2 separate regions of the Arachis hypogaea genome follow, and region 2 is linked to region 1. Evidence: chromatin contacts called from public Hi-C data. All regions are on one chromosome and are shown on one strand. Each heading gives the region's core, a stretch centred on a gene start, on an enhancer-like site or on the middle of the called end of the contact. The rest is flanking DNA. Distances are from core to core; before and after follow the strand shown. Region 1 holds the start of LOC112758070 (probable protein phosphatase 2C 34). Region 2 has its middle 18 kb from the start of LOC112758071.

Region 1 (4,848 bases), core at 827-3,326:
TGAAACGGTTCTGCTTCTTCTCTTGCTCAACATCAATCTCAGGATCAAGAGGAGATTGTGCAAGTGCCTCCTGCCAATTGCATAGCAAAGATGATGGCATTGTCTCTCTCACTTTCTTTGCCACAAAGTGACCCCATGGCCCATGCCCATCAAATATCCCACAGAATATCATGTCCTCTTGGCACCCATATTCCTATAATCAATCATCACCACAATCTATTAGCATAGTTGCAAAATTTATTAGACCCCATGAATATGCAACAAGAACAGGAGTGAGATTGTGCATAACTGCATATATAATTATATACCTCCCAGACTACACAGCAATCTTGGTTCACACCTTTCTGGCCTTTCTTGGAAAAGATTGAGGCATAGTTCTTTGAACCATCAACATTGACAGTGCCGGAACTGCATAGAATCAAGTCATTTTTCTTGGCTTCCCTTGCCATAGCTTCAGCAGCATCTCTACCGACACATCTGCCAGAACTTTTTCCCTTCTTCCACCTCGCCAAACCATTCAACATAGAAGATAAATGCCCCATCACCTCTCAAATGTGTGCTTCTCCCTCTCTTATAGTATTAGAATCTGTGCATTCAAAACGTACAATGGTTATGGCTTACATATACACAACAGTGCTGAAGTAGTAGACTAGTAGCTGGTATAACTCTTAAAACAGAACAGCACATAGAAAAAGAAAGAACTTTCTTGGTTTTTTTTATTTGCTTTATGTTGAAATAAAAATAGAAAGAGGAAACAAGTTGGGAGAGAATCCGTGACTGAAGAAAAGACAAGGTGTGAGCCAGAATGCTCAGAATTTAATATCCATGAGAAAGAAAGAGGGGTGGGAGTGGAAAAAAAAAAAAAAAAGCTAAATCCAGAAACATTCATTCCTACACTGAATTTCAGGAATACACTGTTCACAAGAAAGAAGATGAAATTACAAAAATACTCAGAGAAAAGAAACAAGGGAAGGTCTTCTTAAAAAATAAATAGTTGCCCATCATCTCCATTGATGGGTTCAAAGAGTGGTCCATTCAGGAAGAAACATATTCCCGTGGCTTTATTGGAATAACTATAATAAAAATTGATTTCATTTTTCTTTGCATTGTCATAGGATGATTGGCTGTCATTTAAAAGAAATATATTAATGTTCTGTTGAACAACAGAACATTATAGAGGAAAAGTTAATTAAGGATATTAGATTCTGCATACGAGGACCTGAGAAGAACAAAATTTCCAAGAATATATATGACACAGAAAGTCAAAATCCATATATACTGGAACATGTCCAATCTCCCAACACCACTCTTCCTACCTTTTGAAATTCAAAGATACCAAAACAGAACAGAATAGAATTAAATTCCACAATAAGTGAAGAAAAAAAAGAAGAAGAAAGTACAAAAAAAATATATATGGAAGAATTTGTCGACCACTACTTCCAGCTCAATTCATTTCATCAAAGACAGGACAGAAACATCTACAGAAGAAGAACAGTTTTGTTTATAAGGTCCTGATCCGAATTTGAAACACCCCATTATTATTGCTTTAAGATAATAAGCACAGCTTCTGTGTCTCTCTATCGATATCCATGAAACAAAAAGAACATAGTCGCTGAAAAAGAGAGCAAAACACATGGATGTGCAATAAGAGACCACCTTAGCTTAGAGTTCTTTTGGTGTGTGACAAGGGAAGGGAACTAGAAAGGGTGAATCTGAGGGAGGAAGTGTGATGGCCGGAACAAGAGGAGGGAATTCCGACAAGGATAGTAGCTGAAACTTTGAGAAAGAAGAAGAGGTGAGAACGGATCAGCATCCATCATTGTGTAGCTTTGTTTTGTTCGCTTCTTCTAGTCTCTTCTTCACCACCCTTTTTATCCACACCACATAAACAAGAGACCCAATAACTATAACAAAACACTCTTCTTTTATTAAGTGCTACCTTTTTGTTTATGCTTGTATATCAAACTATTTTCTAAAGCGATTATCCTGGCTTCACCTAAGTTTAGATTTCAACTAAAATAAAATTCACAATGTACATATAAAATGAGACGATTATAGTTTTGACTTTGTTTAACTTGTGTTTTAAGAATACAGATTAAGATGATAAATTAAGATTTTTTTTTAAATATAAAAAATTTAAGTTTTTAATATATTTATTTTTTATTTATTAAATAAAAATATTTAAAACATTCTATTAACAATAGTGTTATTAAGATACATATTAACTAAACCGTAGTTATATTTAAATTTTTTGATTCAAAGAGGTAGGCTCAATTTTTTCGATATGGAAGGTGTGTGCGCGTCTTCCCTAAATATGGAGTCATGGGGTATCAGACTAATCTGTGGGGCAGATTTTTTGTTAGTGTCAGATCCTAGAACTCGGATCGTGTGAGTTCATTGAATTTTAAATTTGGCTCCACAAATCGGAGGATCCGATTTGGAGCTGGTGAAATTTTGAATTTTCGGAAGGTAGTAATCGGACCCTCCGTATTGTTAGTAGTGTGTAATTTTTTTATGAAATGAATTATAAAATCGCAGTGTCCGATTTCCATTCCACGCTGACACCACACTAATGTGAAGTCCCCTCCTTCGGTCCTTCCCATAATCGAGTGCAACACCAACTAGGCTTTCATGTACAAATTAAAAAGCGCAAAGAGGTATGTGGGTCTTTTTCCTTTTACTAAATATGGAACTCTATGAAACTATTCTCTTCCCGGCAAGTCATACAAGGTAAAAGTTTGTGACTATAAAAGGGTAAAAGTGAGATCCCACCAATTTCCTACATAGGATGAACTCAATTAGTCTAGTGAATTTGATAACAGTAACAATTTTTTTCAAAAAAAAAAAAAGGAAATTCAACGCATGGGTTGCTTCTTAAAAAATTATAGTCTTTAGATATTTCATATCACAATATTGCCCTTTTTGATGTTTGGTTGGCATGATATTATTGCTATTATACAGTAAATAATATGCTAAAAGAATCTATGATGCATGCCAAACAAAAGAAGTTGTCCCCATGCAATGTATGTATGCATGTGTTCATTTACCCTATCAGCGTATTATTGAGTTGCCATGTTTTTTTTGTTCCAATTTCCCCATATATATAGGACGATGGTTTTTCTTAATTTCTTTTTTAAATTCAAAAGTGATATTTTTATCTTTTCATTTCCAATAATGTAGATAGATATATGGGGTATGGGCACACAACAAAGGGAATCTTTCAGTTGAGTACAAACATGACCATTTTTAGGACACGTGAATTATTGGTGTTTGTTTATGACAATATGCAGAGATCAATTAGGGAATTATTATGCCCAGTGTATTATTACTAACCAAAATGTTTCGTAACAAAAAAAATTAACTACAAACAATAAAAATTTATTTTATTTTAATATTTATTAAATAATAAATATTAAATAAGATAAATTTTAGTTATTTTTCTAATATTACTCGATTACTAATTAATATCTCAGAAACAAAATTAAAAGGGGAATGAAAGACCGTTTCCCTCACAATGCTTGGCATAACTGCTACTAATTAAATAATTATCAGCAGCCATACGTGTTCTGGTGGTTGGTGCTTACACACACACACATACACACACACACACATATATATATATATATATATATAGCAAAACAATTAATAATTAATAATCTACACCTGAAAATTATACTGACAGTGGTGCAGCCACAGGTTACAGCGATCATAAATTATTTTAAGACTATATATTATAAGGAAGAAAGCATTTGCAAGTATATATATAGGGGGTAAGAATAAGCATATATTTATCGAATGTTGGTACATATTTAATATGTATTAAAATATGATGCTTAATAATTTTAAAATGCGATGAGGTTTCCTTTTCAATCTAAAATCCGTTGACGATGCTAAAAGAATAAAAAAGAAGTGCTATGTATGTAGTATTGGGGTAGAATGGTTCCGTTGATATTGGACCAATACCGCCCAAAACCTTATCTTAACATTATCATGTGATTAATTTACATGAATTCAACTTATACATACATAATAAGTACATAACGTATTACGTATGTATATATATATGTATAGTTGGCAATCCGAAGGAAATACAAAAATTAATTTGTTTTAATGGGGACTAGCTAATTGGAAGTTGGAAGTGGGAAGCCATAATGCAAATGATGAATAGAAAAAAAAAATAAAGAATTTTATATGATTCCGAACTACGTCTAAAAGAATAATTTAATTGAGTTTACGTCATATAATGACAGTAAAGAAAGCAATTTTCTTTAAAGGAAAATGGATAGCAAATTAGGAATGCAAACTAGGTGGAATGTAATCCTCATCAATAGTTCCCGGCCTACTTGACTATCAAACATGTGATACGTTCAGTACATAACTCGATTGAAATCCGAAAAAATATCTCGATCTTCCATGCCATCAACGTATTCATTTGAAACTGACATATATATCGCCAATTATTTCAATTACTGTGGGGGTATCTATAGCTATATATAAGGTCTCCTAAGCATAGAAAAACTTATAATACAAGACATTTCATAATTTGATAGAACTAATATTATTCATCATAATCCCTAATAATGTTATTATATACACAACATTCAAAATGGATTTTTTATTTTAATAAATAAAAAAATATAATATTTACCAAAATAAATAATTTTACGAGTATTTACCAATTTAAATTCTCTTGCCATATCTTGTTTACACCGTGAACGAGATGATTTTTCACGTATCTCGTTTACAGTGTAAACGAGATATGGCACGTCAGCGTGACACGTGTATATCTCGTTTGCACTGTAAACGAGATATGACTTGTCCGCGCCTATATATAGAAGTCGTTTACAG
Region 2 (4,848 bases), core at 1,096-3,595, 33 kb after region 1:
CAGGTTCAGAGTGGAGGATGGAAAGCTATCAGAGTTGGAAGAGAAGGACCAGACATCTCTCATCTTATGTTCGCAGACGACTTGCTGCTATTTACAGAGGCAACTATGGAACAAATAAATAGTCATAGAAGTGTTGGAGGCGTTTTATAATGTGACCGGGTTGAATATTAATAAAGAAAAGTCTTCCATAGTTTTTTCAAAGAAAAACCAACCAAACACCAGAGAGGATATAACAAAGCTAACCAGGTTTAGAGAAGAAAGAGACTTAGGCAGATATTTGGGGCTATGATAACAAATAATCAGAAGGGGAAAGAAAATTATAAAGACATGTTGGGAAGAATGCAGAATAAGCTTAAGGGGTGGAAGGACAAATGTCTGTCCTTTGCAGGGAGATTAACTCTAGCACAATCAGTGTTAAGTTCAACCTTAAATTTTAATATGCAACACGAGAAGATTCTGAGAGAAATCTGCCGAGAAGTAGAAAAGATCCAAAAAAATTTCATTTGGGATGAGGACAACAATCAACGAAAAATGCATCTGATTGGGTGGAAAACTCTTTATCAGCCAAAACATGAAGGAGCCTTGGATTTTGTGACCTAACAACAGTGAATGATGCTTTTTTGCTCAAAATTTTATGGCAAGCCAAAGAAAATCCAGAAGCGTTTTAGATAAAAGTGTTAAGTCATAATTACTGCAATGGAGGAAGCTTGAACAATCAAATCAAAGTGAAGACTACAAATTCCTCTCTTTGGAAGGAGTTGATGAAATTATGGCCTATGTTTCAAAATTTCTCCACCACATTGAAAATGGACTATCAACTCTGTTTTGGAAACATCAATGGGTGGAAGAAGAAGGTTGTCTATTCAATTTGGCTCTAAATCCTGACTCAATTGACCCCGATAACTTTGTTTGAGAATGGACAAATCCAAATGGAGACTAGGATATAGACAAGCTCCACCAAAACTTTCCCCCCAAATATTATGAAAAAAATCATTGTTATCCCTACTCCCCAAGCAGAATTAAAAGATGATAGAATTGGATGAAAACTATCACAGGATGGTGATTTCTCTTTAAATGCTATATATAAATCTCTTAGGAACTGGTCGAAAGAAGAAAATACCATATGGAAAAAGGTATGGAGTTGGAAGGGACCACAAAGGGCTAAAATTTTTCTCTGGACAGCTATGCACAGGAGAATCATGACAAACCAAAGAAAAGCAAAGATATTTGGTGGTACAGAAAATTGCTCTCTCTGCAATAGTGGAATAGAAGATACTTTATATGCTCTGAGAAATTGTCCCAAAACATCCACCATATGGGTCAATTTGCTGAAAAGTAATGAAATCCCAGACTTTTTCCAATCAAACTGGGATGACTGGATTGGAGTGAATTTACAGAAGCAATTAGGGAAGAACGATAACCTAAATTGGCTAGATACATTCATAACAACTTGTTGGAGAATTTGGTATTGAAGAAATAAAGAAATGCATGATACTAGTTACAACAGACCACAACAACCACATCAAGAAATCTACAAACAGGTGCAAGATATTAAAAAAGCATGAGAAGGATTACCTGGTAGGAAAGCAGAGAGGAAGAACTGAGAGAAACATTGGCTGGCATCCTCCTCCGAGGGGTTGGATTAAATTAAACACTGACGGCACAGCGCAGGGGAATCCAGTTGTTACTGGGTGCGACGGTCTCCTCATGAATGAAGAAGGAAATTGGATCGCAGGCTTCACCCACAGGACAGGGGTTGGAACGGTGTTTCTAGCAAAACTTTGGGGAGTGAAAAATGGCCTCAATTTAGCGTGGACCATTGACTTCAAGAGAGTAGTGGTGGAAATTGATTCTGCAGCAGTGGTCAACCTTTTAAATAGAGGAAAGAAGTTGAAAAGTCATCCCAATACAAATGTTAGAGAGATAAATGACATGAAAAAGAAGGACTGAAACATATTTTTTGTACAAAATTATAGAAAAGGTAATAGATGTATAGATTATCCTGTAAAATGAGCTTAAAGATAGAATCAGATTTTGTTTTTTGGGATATGCCTCCTCCTGAAGTAATGAGAATCTTGAGTAAAGATGATACAGGAGTTACCTTATCCCGTTTAGTTTGTAATTAAGTTTTTTTTTTTTTTTGAGCTTTTGCCCCTCTATAATATCAAAAAAAAAAAGAATAACCATCTACACATTTAGTGAATTGAATATCCGATATATCTATTATTCACATTGTTACCTATATTTTTTCGATTGAAATTTTTTTTTTTAAGGAGTGTATAACGGAAACATCAAATGAGATGTGTACAAATAACATGCCTTTTATTTTGGGTCAGACCTTGTTTTTTTATAGGACGCTAGAGCATAGCGCTTTATTCTGAAAATTTAAGTGGGCCTCTCTGGTGACATGTGGGGTGATGGGCAAAGGTTAAAAACATTCAATTATGGAAACCACCCAATCTTCCTAAATTTTGTTTGGTGCTTTAGGATTTTATAATTTCTTATGACAAAAATACGCGTTAAATATTTCTTGGACCCAAAAGGAATCAAAACCACGGACGTCGCAAGTTTCAAGTTCGTCCATTGGGCTATGGGGTCCGTCATTTCCTTTCTCGATTTCTTTGGCAAATTTATTATTAGGTTTAATTATTCAGTTGATTTCTATGATTTTATTAAATTTTTAATTAAATTTTTATATATTTTTTAATTTAATTTTATTCTATTTTTAATTTTATAATTATATTTTTTTATGTTAAAAATATTAAAAACATAATATTTTTATCAAAATACATGTAGTCAATGATTTAGTTAAAATTTTAATTATAAATATCTTCAATTTGTAAAGAAATATTTAGTTAACTTTAATATCTTTTACATTAGAAAGAACGTAATTATAAAATAAAAAACAGTGTTGAGATTTAATTGAAAAAAAATATAAAAATTTAATTAAAAATTTAGTAAAATTATAGAAACTAACAAAGTAATTAAACCTTATTATTATCAACAATAGTGCTACACATGGAAGCATTTTTAGTAACTAAGTGTTATAAAGTTGACCAAAATTCAATAAAAATCACTAATATAATATATACATGTGCATTTTTTTCTTATCAACGTAGCACTTAAATTTTTACTAAAAAGAAAAGAAATTATCCATATATATAGCACAAAAAATTTTAGATATAACACATAAACTTATCAATATATATAGCACAACAATTTTTTACATAGAGCATAGAAGTTTTTTGCCTCACAGCTCATAAATTACTTCTAATGCTTTTTTTTTTTCTTTTTTTATATTATTTTTTTGTTTTTTATCTAATAATTTTGTGTTAAATTCTCGTTATATTTAATATTTTAAATGTATTTTATTAATTAAGTGAATGAGTATGTAATCTTTTAAAATTTTTGTGCTCACAGCTTAATAATTTTATTGAACATATATAGAATAATGATAACGACAACAATGATGATAATAATAAATGAAGGAGGAGAATAAAAAAAAAAAAGAAAAAAATTAAATAAAGAAGAGAAGGAAGAGGAAGAGAAGATAATGATGATAATAATGAAAGAGAAAATAAAAAAAAATAAGAAAAAAAAATCAAACAGAACAAAAATATTCAAAAGAAGTGCATGTCAATTTGATTAGATATGGTTGAAAAAAAAATGTTTGGCCGCTTAACATTTCTGTAATATTATTATTAGCACACATTTAATCATTTACTTATTAGATACCATTTAAATTCAAGAGTAAATATAAATTAATAAATAAGTGAAATCCACAATTTAATGTAATAATAATAAATTGTGAAAGTGATATTTTTCCCTTTAATTAGAAACATGTCTAAATGATACTCGACTCTTTTTTATTTATAAAATATATATTCTTATAAGATTAAAATAACATACATTTTAATCTATTTAACTAAAATATTCATTAATACTTTATATTATATTATATATATAAATTAGTGATAATTATTAGGTTGATTAAAATATATTTATTATTGTATTAACTTTTATTTATTTTTAATATTTTATCACAAAATAAAAATATTTTAAATTTTTATAACAATATTTAATTTAAACTTTCTTATACATTCCATGATTGTTAATGTAATAAATTTGATTTATTGTAAATATTTGATTATTAATCATGAAATATACAAAAAATTTTAATATTTTTAACAAGTTCAAATATTTATATTATTTGATTAAATATTAAAAAATTAAAATAATATATATATTATAATTATTATTTGAATCAACTAAATAATTGTCATATATATATATATATATATATATATATATATATATATATATATATATATATATATATATATATATATATATAATCATAATTGGTGAGTATTTTGATCAAATAAAATAAAATTAATATGATTTTAATCTTTTAAGAGAAAAAATATATATTTTATAAGTAAAAAAAAGGAAAGCGTCAATTAATAATTATTTCTGAGAAAGAAATAAAGGGTGTCATATTTCTAATAAATTTTGTGCTTAAATAGACAAAAACTTTTGTATGTGAAAAAGCCTTGTTTGTTTCAAGGATTTAGCTAAAGAGAATGCTTTAAGTAGAACATTGATTAAAAGGAAAAAAAAAAAGGTTTTGTTTCTTTCAACACATTCAATACATAAAAAAGTTTAAAATTTATATTTAATCAATATTTTTATTAAAATATTCTAGTTCTAATATTCTTACCAATTAAGTATCCTTAATTATTTCCTTCTTATTATACTAGTAACGATTTCTATACTATTGTGCGATCAACATGTCTTAAAATAGAAGTTGATAACCCATATTCTATTAGAAGATTGCCATTGGGTTTG

The links. Hi-C and Micro-C count contacts between places; a contact is called where the count stands out from the background.
Region 2: a contact with region 1 is called in a Hi-C map of an unstated tissue, with 1.9 times the contacts expected there. The contact joins the enhancer-like site here to the promoter of LOC112758070 in region 1. A contact is called at or near these places in 2 of 8 Hi-C or Micro-C datasets (leaf and an unstated tissue).

Annotation. Positions count from the first base shown.
Region 1 is chr16:16,353,566-16,358,413 of arahy.Tifrunner.gnm2.J5K5, forward strand. LOC112758070 (probable protein phosphatase 2C 34) reads right to left here and starts at 2,077. Exons shown (of 6, transcript XM_025806645.3): 1 at 1,657-2,077; 2 at 309-586; 3 at 1-193. The coding sequence starts at 542.
Region 2 is chr16:16,386,461-16,391,308 of arahy.Tifrunner.gnm2.J5K5, forward strand. No RefSeq gene overlaps it. Among protein-coding and RNA genes, the nearest start is that of LOC112758071, 18 kb to the right of the region's middle. Within about 2 kb of position 2,346, at least 1 of the 3 cell types and tissues checked has open chromatin away from gene starts, as enhancers often do.